Regions from separate parts of the Mus musculus genome. Here region 2 is linked to region 1. Evidence: chromatin contacts called from public promoter capture Hi-C data. All regions are on one chromosome and are shown on one strand. The core of a region is the stretch at or near the end of the contact, and the rest is flanking DNA. Distances in the headings are between cores, read along the strand shown.

The links. Promoter capture Hi-C pulls out the DNA fragments that hold promoters and counts their contacts.
Region 2: a promoter capture Hi-C map of the HPC-7 cell line shows a contact between it and region 1. The contact joins the enhancer-like site here to the promoter of Traf3ip2 in region 1. A contact is called at or near these places in 7 of 39 promoter capture datasets (the 3T3-L1 cell line, 3T3-L1-derived adipocytes, the HPC-7 cell line and 2 more), 1 of 15 datasets of contacts at CTCF or cohesin (the NIH/3T3 cell line), 3 of 115 datasets of contacts at active chromatin or transcription factors (embryonic hindbrain, hepatocytes and memory CD8 T cells) and 2 of 9 other capture datasets (adipose tissue and pancreatic islet).

What each region holds. Positions count from the first base shown.
Region 1 is chr10:39,609,017-39,615,065 of GRCm38.p6, forward strand. Traf3ip2 (TRAF3 interacting protein 2) reads left to right here and starts at 3,918. Exons shown (of 9, transcript NM_134000.3): 1 at 3,918-4,330. It overlaps Gm16364 (predicted gene 16364), which reads right to left and starts at 4,666. Exons shown (of 6, transcript NR_152259.1): 1 at 4,468-4,666.
Region 2 is chr10:39,772,460-39,778,421 of GRCm38.p6, forward strand. The region is part of intron 1 of Rev3l (REV3 like, DNA directed polymerase zeta catalytic subunit); the gene reads left to right. Among named protein-coding and RNA genes, the nearest start is that of Rev3l, 43 kb to the left of the region's middle. Within about 2 kb of position 2,027, at least 29 of the 459 cell types and tissues checked have an H3K27ac peak or open chromatin away from gene starts, as enhancers often do. A contact at or near this core is called in the HPC-7 cell line and memory CD8 T cells, where this site is marked.

The DNA.
Region 1 (6,049 bases), core at 2,668-5,167:
TCATGTGAAAGTGAGCTTTGAGTGCCTCTTCCTGACTGTCTGTGGAAGGCAGAGTTTCCTTCTTGCTACCTTTGGATCAAGATGTAGAACTCTCAGCTCCTTCTACAGCACCATGTCTACCTGCACACTGCCATGCTTCTTGCATTATGATAATGGACTGAACCTCTGAACCTGTAAGTCAGCCCCAATTAAATATTGTCCTTTATGAAAGCTGCCTTGGCCATGGTGTTTCTTCACAGCAAATAAAACTCTAACACACACACACACACACACACACACACACACACACACACAGAGGCACGCGCACATGCGCACATATATGACTCATAGGCTGCAGTCCATCTAATCCAACAATGGCTAGCTGTGAATGGAAAGTCCAAGAATCTAGTAGTTGCTCAGTCCCACAAGGCTGGGTATTTCAGCTGGTCTTCTGTATATGTAAAAATTCTGAAGAAGTATATTCCAATGGAAATGAAGGAATGGTTGTGTGAGCAAGGCAAGGCAAAGCAGGCAAAAAGCAAAAACCTTCCTTCTTCCATGTCCTTATATTGGCTTCCAGAAGAAGGTATTGCCCAGATTAAAGATGTCTTCCCATCTCAAGTCTAGATAAAAAACCTGTGTCTTCCCATCTCAAAATCTGAATCAGAGGCTTATCTTCCTACCTCAAAGTTCTGGACTAGAAGTGAACTCACTGACTTTCAACTAATCAGAAAAATCTCTCAATCTCTCACAGGTGTGCCCTCCATTTTTGAATTATAGTTCTGTGGTGGTTTGAATATGCTTGGTCCAGGGAGTGGCACTATTAGGAAGTTGGCCTTGTTGGAGTAGGTGTAGCCTTGTTGGAGGAAGTGTGTCATTGTGAGTGTGAGCTTTAAGATCACACAAGCTTTAAGATCCTTTTCCTAGCCAGTCTTCTGTCTGCCTTTGGAACAAGATGCAGAACTCTCAGCAACAAAGTCTTTCATATTCCTACAAGGATGGCCCATTAAGTCCCACTTAAAGCATTCCATTGCATTTAAAATCCAAAGTCCCAAAATCCACATTCTTCCAAACAAAAGCATGATCAGGCCTATCACAGTAATACCCTAGTCCCTAGTACTAACTTAGGGTTTTATTGATGTGAAGAGACAGTATATCCAAGGCTGACTTATAGGTTCAGAGGTTCAGTACATTATCATCAATGGAAGAATTGCATCATGCAAGTAGACTTGGGGCTGGAGAGCCTAGAGTTCTACGTCTTGATCTGAAGGCAGCCAGGTGGAGACTCATTTATGCAGGCAGCAAGGAGGGTCTTTTCCATACTGGGCAGAGCCTGAGCATAGGAGGCGGTAACATATGACATACTTCTTCCAACAAGGTCACACCAACTCTAATAAGGCAATATATCTTAATACTGCCACTCCCTATGGCCGATCATTCAAACCACCACATAGTCTAACTTTCTGAAACAGTAATGCCTAACTAAACACTTTCTTTTCTGAGTTGCCTTGGTGATGGTATCTTCTCACAGCAACAGAAAGGCAACCAAAACAAGCCCTAGAACTTGGCAAACATAAATCCTTTACATCTGGATTTTTTTGTTTGTTTGTTTGTTTTGGTTTTGGTTTTTTTTTTTTTTTCCAAGACAGGGTTTCTCTGTAGCCCTGGCTGTCCTGGAACTCCCAGCACTTAAGAGGCAGAGGCAGGCGGATCTCTGAGTTCAAGGCCAGCCTGGTCTACAGAATGACTTCTGGACTTTTTAACTCAGCGTGAGATGGTTAGCCCATGTCTTGACACCACGACCTGCTCCTTTTGACTTTGACAGCAGCGATCCATGTGTAAACACAGTAAACACAGACCCAAGTGACTGGCAGCCATGGCCATGCCTGTTTACTGCTTCCTTCCTTCCCCTCTTGAGTGTTGTCAAGAATTGTATAAAGAAAGGGAAGTACCTCAGCTGCACTCAAACTTGTAGGAAACAGTCCAGAGCCAAGCAGCCGAGGGAGGAAAGACACTACAAGCGAGACAGCTCTGGCTGCTCCACAAATTAGCTATGTGCCCTTCTAGAAGCTACCAGGTGTCTCTTGAGTGTTGTGTTCTTCGAAGGCACAGCGCAAATGGCAGCTTCTGCACCTCTCGGGTCTGCTTGAAAGTTAAAGGTTAAAGGTTAAAGGTTGTTAAAGGTGTGCAAAGGTCCTCAGGAAAGAGCTGCTCCCTGGAGGTTACACACGAGCATCCAGACAGCAGTGGATAGCATCTGGGAACCTGAGATGTTGATGTCCCAGTCCTCAGGCATGGCCTCTGTCATTCCTTTCAGTCTAAGCTTGCCAGGCATGCGCAGACAGAAGTTTCTCGGCGCAGGAGACTCTCTATAAACAGTTTACATCCTTGGGCTGCTTTCCAGGAGGGGCCCAGCAGATGCTCTCAGCAAGGAGCTGTTATCCCATTCCCCAAACTCAGGATGGATTCAGAGAGGAGGGGTGCCCAGCAACCTCAGACAAGCCTTAGGCTTGCTGCCTTTCCCCCAGGCCACAGCTCTCATTGGGTGGAGACTGGCTGTCCTGACTCCTCATGGAAAGGGTTCCAAAGGCAGAGGTTTCCAGAAACTACTCTGAGGCTCATCTCAGCCCATTTAAGGACAGCTATGAGAAATGAGTTCATCTTCTCTCCTCTACCACCCCTTCCATGCCTTCCTTTCCTGTTCTCCTTTCAATGCTGACAGCTGCCCCTCCCCAATTACCCTCGTTTCAGCCACTCCACAAGGAGTGTTGTTTTCCCCCAACCCCTAAGATCTAATAATAATGTTCGAGGCAGAAAGTTCAAGGCTGAGCTAATAAATATGGGACTATCAGGCCTGTGTTACCAGGCTCAGCTACAGCCATTTCTGACGTGATGATCCAACAGGTATACAGTGACTGCCTACAATGTCATAAGCAGTGTCCTACATGCTGGGGACACCTCTCTCTCTCTGTCACTACATATATATATATATATTGTCAAGAATAATGTTTTATTAAATAATTTCTCAAAGCCACCTTCCCATGTTTGTACAAATAATACAAATGAATACAAATTTTCATTGTTTTAACAGCTAAGTAGTACTTCATTGTAAGAACACACCACAATGTGTACCACTTTATTATAAAGTTTTAAAAACAAGCCACATTCCCTTTGTTTATAATGTGTGGTACAACTTTAAGTGTAATACTTAGGCAGACCTGGGGCAATCTGATTGAGGACATTTTGGGCAATGTTCCCTATGCAAGAGTGGAGAGACTGGACTGGCTCAGTCTGAGACACTTTCTATGGTAGAGGGGGGAAGTTCAGTGGCTGCGATCAGTGCTGGCTGGTGGCCTGAGAGTTCACACCCGGACTGGCTCCCATCACCCTCCAGTGCTTTAGAAATAACCTGGATTTATATTACCCACACATAGCATGGTGCCATTGTTCTGCCTCCAGGATCCCTGTCTGTGCAATAAATTCTGTAGTGTACTGAATAAACAAAGGGAAAAGAAAGAAATAAACTTAAGATTGTGAAATGAGAGCCAGGCAGTGGTGGCACATGCCTTTAATCCCAGCGTTAGGAGGCAGAGGCAGGGGGATTTCTGAGTTCGAGGCCAGCCTGATCTAGAGAGTGAGTTCCAGGACAGCCAGGGCTACACAGAGAAACCCTGTCTCGAAAACAAAAACAAACAAAAAAGCAAAACAAACAAAAACCCAAATCAAAAGATTGTGAAATGAGAAGTCAGAGGTGTGTGTGTGTGTGTGTGTGTGTGTGTGTGTGTGTGTGTGTGTGTGATACAGTCCTGCACAGGGCTGTAGGCAGTGAATCCTTTGCCCCATAGTTACAGGCAGCAAATCTGTTTTGGTGAGTTAAAAAACACAGTTAAAAGTTCTTGCTTCATATTCCCTCCCATTATCAGGCCCAGGCTCGTTTGAAGCTGCTCAAGAATAAGCAGTGTGAAGACCGCAAGTTCTGTCTCCGGGAGACACCTTCTCAGGCGCTGCAGTAACCCAGAAGCCCGGGGCATTCCTCACAGTTTCTTATCTGGGTGGTAAAAGCAGGATGCAGCCTAATTGGTTGCTGGTTCTCTCTGGTGAACGCAAGAGGTTTCTGTTTTAAGAAATAAAGTGACTTCTTGGCGGTTGATTCACTGCCCCACGGGGAGAGGCTGAGCAGAGGCTTCCTCTCCGTAGAGATTTGCATACAGCATCCACTTCCTGCTCGAGAGCCTGCTCCACCACTTACCTGGGACTGGAGAGGGCGAGGGAGGTCTGAGCGGCCCAAGGTGGATCCCCGTGAGCAGAGCCAGCGACCACCCCCTGGGCCGTCTGTCGGTGGCGATCTTAGGTAAGTGAACTCACTGGTGCCTGGCTGCTCTGACCTCTTTAACCACTGGCCGGCTTTCCAGTCCACTGGCTTCTCTGTTGCCACAAGGTCCTGATCTCACTTCCCTCCGCCCTCCGCCCTCATGCCCCCACCTTTACCTTGTCCATCTGGAGGCCAGTTTGAGCTGAGACTGTGACAGAGTTCCAGCAGGAATGTGGCGCCAGTTTAGGGTTTCTCTCGGGCAGGCCTGGCTGAGTTTAACTCTATAAGGAGAGGCACACAGCACTACACGCTGCCGGGTTGGAGTTTTCAGTACTCATAGTCAGCCATCAAGAAATCAAAGTACGCAGTGAGTTCAGGGCCAGCCTGGGTGACGTAGCAAGAACCTGTCTTTAAAAACGAATCAAAACTGTTTCTCCAAGGAGGGAGCCATGGTAGAAAGGATTAAGTACTTGGCTTTCAGCCCAAGACACGTCAGGGACTGCGGGAAGGCCAACTCCCAGTTTTTCTCTATTTTATGCTGGGGGAAAATACCAGCCTCACATTCTTGGGTCAGAAAGTGCTCGCCGCCCCCCCCCCACATTCCCCCCCCCCCCAGGCCTCCATTTCCTTTAGCCAGTGGTTTGCTGGGTCTGGATGGTGCTGGGGAGGCCAGAGAAGAAACACTGGATCTTGGAAGCTGCCTTCTCTGTGACTTCCTAGTTCACAGTGGCCTCTTAGACTAGAGACTTTTTCTAAGGGTGTCGTGGAAAGAAACCAAATTAGTAATTGAAAAAAGCAGAAAACGTGCTTCCAAGTTCTCCCTCCACTTTGGTGTGGGTGCATCTCTTAGGCAATTCTCTTTGGCTCCCAGATGCCTGGATTTCTTCATCCACAAAGTGTGTGTGTGTGTGTGTGTGTGTGTGTGTGTGTGTATACATATGTGTGCACTCACACACTAACATGATTATGTCTAAATTCTTTTCTAAGAAACCAAGGCCAGGGTAGTCCCAGAAGGGTACTACCATAATGGGTGGTCTCTAAAACTTGTTTTGTTTACTGATTACTACACATATATATTTTACCCCTGCTACTAGTGCATTAGGAAGGCCTTTGCTTCTATTTTTCCAGCCCCCAGAACCTGGCATGTCATCAGATGCTGTAGAGGCACTCAATCTTGCACGTAAACTTTGAAAAAAAGTTTTTTTTTTTTTTTTCTCAGTTTCCCTCATCTGCTTTCCAGGGTGAAGGTCAAGCAGCTGTCAGGGCAGGCAGCCTGTGGTGGGGTGGTGGGGTGGTGGGGTGTTGGGGTGTTGGGGTGGTGGGGTGGTGGTGAGGTGGGGGTGGGGTAGCAGCTGCAGCTCTGCAGGAGAGCAGCCTAGAATCCAGCCATCATTTCTGGCTTTAACCACGCAGGGGGAAATGGGATTTCTTGAATTTAGCTCATGTCCCATGTGTTTACTGAGAGTCAAGGCAGGCTCCAGAGCTGGCAGACGATCCTGCTGCAGAGGCCAGGAGCTGGATCGGAAGGCACTCCAGGCCCCAGCAGTCCGTGTGTGGGCCTTTAATGGGAGGAGGGGAAAGGGAACAGAGCAACCACCCAGCACCATGTAAGGCTGGTGACTATGATTAGAGTCATCACCAGCTGGCAGATACGCTGGGTTCTTAACCTTTTCCAAACCACTGCTTTAAGAAACGTTATTATTGTTTCTTTTGAGCAACTACTTACTGTCAATACAGTTCCAGGAGCTTTGGGTATTG
Region 2 (5,962 bases), core at 777-3,276, 160 kb after region 1:
CTTGGAGCCCCTGACCATGCCATGTGTGCTGCACATGTGGCACTGTGCCCTTCCTGATGAACACCCTGAGGAAGTCAGTCTGAGGGCTGGTGCTTGTTTTTGGATTTGTGCTGACTATTGATACTTTATTATATAAGCATAATATATCATTTATGTAAATAATACTGTAGGCAATGACCTTCATAGTGGGAGATTCCCGATTAGGAAGTGAGAGAGTGTCAGGAAAAATTCAAGTCCTTGTGATTTGGGAGCTTGCCACACATAGATTCCCCCACCCCTACCCAGCCACATGCAACATACATATACCCGCCTCCATCCACAAAGGTGATTATAGGACAATGAAATAAGTGAGTCACAGATTTTGAGATGTTTCCAAAACATATAGCTAACAACTTTTCTATGTCTAAGCAACTCTATGCTAAATTATAAAGGCAGCTCATTTAAAAACAAAGTCAGCAAAGGACTATAGACATTTCATTAAGGAATATTCTTGAATATCCAGTATGCAAGTGTGGAAAAATACTTTATACAGTCCTGTCATCATATAAGTGCAAATTAAAGCCACTATGATATATCACAATACAACCATTAAAATGACTAGAGCAAATTACCTAGCTCCAAACACTGGCATGAATATTGTGATGTGATTTGGTGTGCTGCTGGCCAAACACATAAGAATGGACTTTCTCTTGACTTTAAGCATTTGATCCACTGTGTGACAAGATAAATGAAGACAAACACACAAAAAAGACAACACAGATGATGGAAATGTTGTATAACATGACAGTTGCACTTGTGAAAATTCAGGGTTCACTAAATTCCCCATTTATAGATTTCACTCTATAGGAACTTTCTATACTCAGAAAACACTGAATCTTAGTTTTTAAATAAAATTTTCTCAGTGGTGAAGTAGTAACTCTGCGATTGTGTGTGTGTATGTATGTATGTTTGTGTGTGTTCTAAGCTTGTATGAAGCCATATAATTATAAATATATAATAAATAAACCATATATTTCAAATAGCAGAACCAGGTTTCTTGTTATTGCTCAGGAGAGTAACATATAGAGGACCAGGATGTCTCTACGTTATTGGGTTGAGATCTGAGGTATCATTTTGAGCTCATAGTTTTTCATAGAATAGAAACAGAAATATATGTCGGTGAAATTATTAGAAATTGTGCCACGTTTGATGCCACATACCAGCACTTGAGTTGCTGAGGCAGGATTGGGAGTTCAAGACAATCTGAGCTACATAAAAGACCTGATTAGGAAGAGAGGGAATTTTCAGACAAATCTCATAGTCCAGGCTGACCTCAAACTTGCTATGTAGCCAAGGAGGAATTCTTGAACATCTTAATGTTGTGATTACACTGTTTCCAGATTCTGATTTCTAAACATTACCCATTTTTAAAAAGGGGGGTGTCTCTACAGAAATCACTTATTCTAGATCTGGGGCAGACAAAGTACAAGATGAACCTAAGGCATCTTATTCTCAGAAAGAGAAATTCAATTAGATATTGCAATTTATGATTCAATTTAGCTATGTAAAGAAATGAGAGATTGTGCCAAGTTTGGTGGCACACAGCAGCCCTTGAGAGGCCGAGGCACGATCTGCAGCTCACGGCCATCTGAGCTCCATAGAAGACCTGACTAGGATGAGAGGGAAGAGGGAGGAAGTGAGATTGTCATGCTTGTCTTCACAGTAAAAAAAGAACCTGAACAACCTGAAAACCTATTTTTTAAAAAGGAACCAAACCAAAGCTGGCACCTTTGATCCCAGCACTTGGGAGGCAGAAGTAGGCAGATCTTTATGAGTCTGAAAGCAACCTGGTCTACATAGTGAATTCCAGGACAGCTAGAGTTGTATAGTGAAATCTTCTCTCAATAAAAATAAACAATACACAAAACAAAAAAACAAAGTCACAAGGTAAATGTCCAAGCTAGAAGACAAGTGAGTAGTGAGAGCCACGTCTTGCTAAAGAAGCCAGTAGAGCCAGGAAGTGGTGAGGAAATGAAGTCTAAGTAGTTGGAATCTGAGCGTGAACATCTGTATTAACAGTTGCTGTTGCCCAACGTTAGCAGCCCCCAGCCTTCCATTAGACTTTCCACTGAAGGTGTTGGTGATGGTGGGGTGCCTTTGCACTGCTAGCCGGGAAGCTGGAAATGGGAAGCTACCCAGAGGCTAGTCATTTCCAGAACGAGAAATGCAGTTGCAGACACCACTCGCATTCTTGTTTGATGGAAAAGGGGAGGAAAGCTGAGAAGTGCTTATGAAACCCTAGCCTAGGCTACAGGCTTACTGACCAGCTAAAATCTAGTCATGGAGCTATAGAACACACACATCCTCTCTCTCAACTTCTTTCAACAGTTCTAGTGTAACTATAAGAACTATAAGGCAGCTGTGCATGTGTTAAATAGCTTCCAAACACGACATACAAAACAAGGATATTACCTATATACCCAAAATAAGTCTTAAAATGTTTAAAAAACACCCCCACTTGGTTCCTCAGCAGGAGGTATGGCTCACTGGTAGAGCACTCACTCTGAGTTTAATTCCTAGAAGTAGAATAAGCAAAAAAACCAAACTACTCATCTTACCTGTTGTTGTGGTTTTATTTTTATTTTTATTTTTTTTTACACTTCAGCATCTCCCCCCCCCCCCCAGGAAACCTCCTATCCCATCCTGCTTATATGAGGGTATTCCCCAACTGACCCACCCACTCCTGCCTCCCCACCCTGGCATTCCTCTACACGGGGCATTGACCCTTCACAGGACCAAGGGCCTCTCCCATTAATGCCCGACAAGGCTATCCTCTTCTACATAAGTGACTGAAGCCATGGGTCCCTCCATGTGTACTCTTTGGTTGGTGGTTTAGTCCCTGGGAGCACTCTGGGGTCTGGTTGGTTGCTATTGTTTTTCAACCAACCAGAGCTGCAAACCCCTTCAACTCCTTCAGTCCTTTCTCTAACTCCTCTATTGGGGACCCCCGTGCTCAGTCCAATGGATGGCTGTGAGCATCCACCTCTGTATTTGTCAGACACTGGCAAGGGCCTCTCAGGAGGCAGCTATATCATGCTCCTGTCAGCAAGCACTTCTTGGCATCCACAATAGTGTCTGGGTTTGGTGACTATATATGGGATGGATCCCTAGTGGGGCAGACTGAAGGAAAGATGGCTTTCCCTTCAGTCTCTGCTTCACACTTTGTCTCCCTACTTCCTCCCTTGAGTATTTTGTTTCCCCTTCTAGGAAAGACTGAAGCATCCACACTTTGGTCCAGGCTTTACAAAAAAGAAAATGATAAGTCACAGTGTAGGGCTTTTGGCAGTATGCAAATTGAGTTTCATAGTTACTAAAAGTCAAAGTAGTTACTGATTTCTTTTGTATGACAATTAAGTTAAATGAGCTTTTATGTATTATTTCAACAACTTTGTAGTATAATTATCAAAAAAATAGTTGTAGCGGGCGTGGTGGCGCACACCTTTAATCCCAGCACTTGGGAGGGAGAGGCAGGCAGATTTCTGAGTTCGAGACCAGCCTGGTCTACAAAGTGAGCTCCAGGATAGCCAGGGCTATACAGAGAAACCCTGTCTTGAAGGAAAAAAAAAAGTTGTAGTATACTTTTCTGTTATAGTTGTTCAACCTAGAAAGAGACCTTTCTTTACAAAAAAAGGAAGATACAAGGACATTATAAGTATTTTAATTATTAGCATTTGAAAGGAATTATAAGAATGAAACAATTTTCTAACATGTTCAGTTGCAGGTCCTCTTTCTTACAAGGCCTTCCAAGGTTTATTCTGGCTCTCAGGAAGGTGTGATGGCAGGAGTGTGAGAGTACTCATCTGTGTTCACAGTGGGGAAGCAGAGAGAGGGGTGGTTCTGTGTCTTTTTGTTGTTTTCTGGGGGTCCCCAGCCTGTAGGCCTTCTCAGCTCAGTTAAAATCCACCTCCAAAGACTTACTCTGTCAAGTAACTGAGTGGAGTGGAGTGGAGTGAGATATGATAAGTTTCACACTCCGTCATGATTCTGCATAGTTTTACATTTCATATTTGGTAGTTTGTTTCTTGTTTTTATACCGCCATTACTTTTATCTTAGTTGTTTTTTGTTTTTGTTTTTTTACTGTTCTCGTTTATGTCCCTTATTGTTTTCTACGCAGTTTTTAAGATTATTCTCTTTGTGGTAATTATCCTTCCCCATCTTACCGTGGTATTATTTGGATTAGCTCCTATGTAGTTTTATTGTATAATTTTCATCAACTGTGTGTCATTCTCTTCTTACTTTGTGCTGTTGCCATCATACAAAGCCCATCTTTTTACCTTAAACCCCTCAACATAATTTTATAATTATGACTTTATGCTCTTATCTCTTAAATGACATAGAATGGTTAGAGTCTAAAGTGTAATTTTTTTGTGGCTTTAGTTCTTTGAAATATTCGTAGTAACTGGCCTTGAAGCCTTTGCTCAGTAAGTTCTGTGGCTAGCATACATCAGGGTACAGTTTCTCTGAAGTGCTTTTTTACGCCCTACAGTAAGACCATATTGTTTTCTTTGAAAACTAGACATTTTCAAGTTGGTAGAAGTTTTTTCGGTTTTTTTTTTTCTTTTAAGATTCACTTTTTTTTTTGTATATGAGTTCACTGTCACTGTCTTCAGACTCACCAGAAGAGGGCATCATCAGATCCCATTACAGATGCTTGCGGGCTACCATGTGGTTGCTGGGAACTGAATTCAGGATCTTTGGAGGAGTAACCAGTGCTCTTAACTGCTGAGCCATCTATCCAGCCTCTCCCACCACCTCTTTTAAAAAGATTTATTTATTTCATTTATATGAATGCACTGTAGCTGTCTTCAGATAGACCAGAAGAGGACATCAGATCCCATTACAGATGGTTATAAGCTACTATGTGGTTGTTGGAATTAAACTCAGGACCCCTGGAAGAACAGTCTTAACCACTGAGCCCTGGTGGCAATATTTTTAAGTCAGGTTTTCCACACCTTCGATGTTTATATTTGTTTGTTGTTTTTATTTCTTTAGTAATTTTGCTGGCTGGTAGTTGTAGTCTCCATTCTTAGAACTCTCTGCATAGCTAGCCTAGAACAGTTAATGATTGACCAGCTTTTTTTTTTTTTTCCAAAGGCTTTGAGCTAAATTTTCTCCAAGCTTTTAAAAGATGTTTTTACTTGTTTGAGAATTTTGTGCAACGTATTTCCATCATATTATTTCCTCTTTTCCAGCTCCTCTCAGATCACCCCCTCTCCCCCAAATACAAACCCAACCATGTGCTCTTTCTTTCTCTCAAAATAACTATAACAAACCCCACAAAATACATGTACTTGGATCTGTATTGACCACTTACTCCAGAGTACGAGGCCCGCCTTGGACTGTGGTTGATATATCCAGTGTCATTGCATTGAAGAAAACTGATTATCCCTCCCTAGCCAGCAACTATCAATTATAAATGACCTTTTGACTAGGAGTGGATACTAAAATTTTAATCACAAAATAAATATGCAAGGGAATGGGTATATTAATTATCCTATTTAGTCATCTTACAATATATACATATCAAAATATACCCTATAAAATTTTCTGTTTTTATTATAAACTATACCCTAATAAAATTTCTGGAGACAAGGAAATAAATGTTTCCTTAGATCCACATGTCACCTAGAAAGAGCTAATACCCTAAGTCTGTAAGAATTCAAAACCATTTACTAGATTAAAATACTTTAATTTTTATTAATTTTGCAAAAATATTCTTAAAAGATTGCTCTCTTTGTCACATCTTTTAGTGTAGTGTAGCAGACAGGTTTCTGGACTGAAGGCAAGGTTTTTGACATGACTGCAACTCTCTGTAGTACTGCTTATTATTATTATTATTATTATTATTATTATTATTATGCAGTTTTTTGTAGTACGTCTTAGAATGCTCTCTCTTACTGAGCCGAATCCCGACTAATGAAG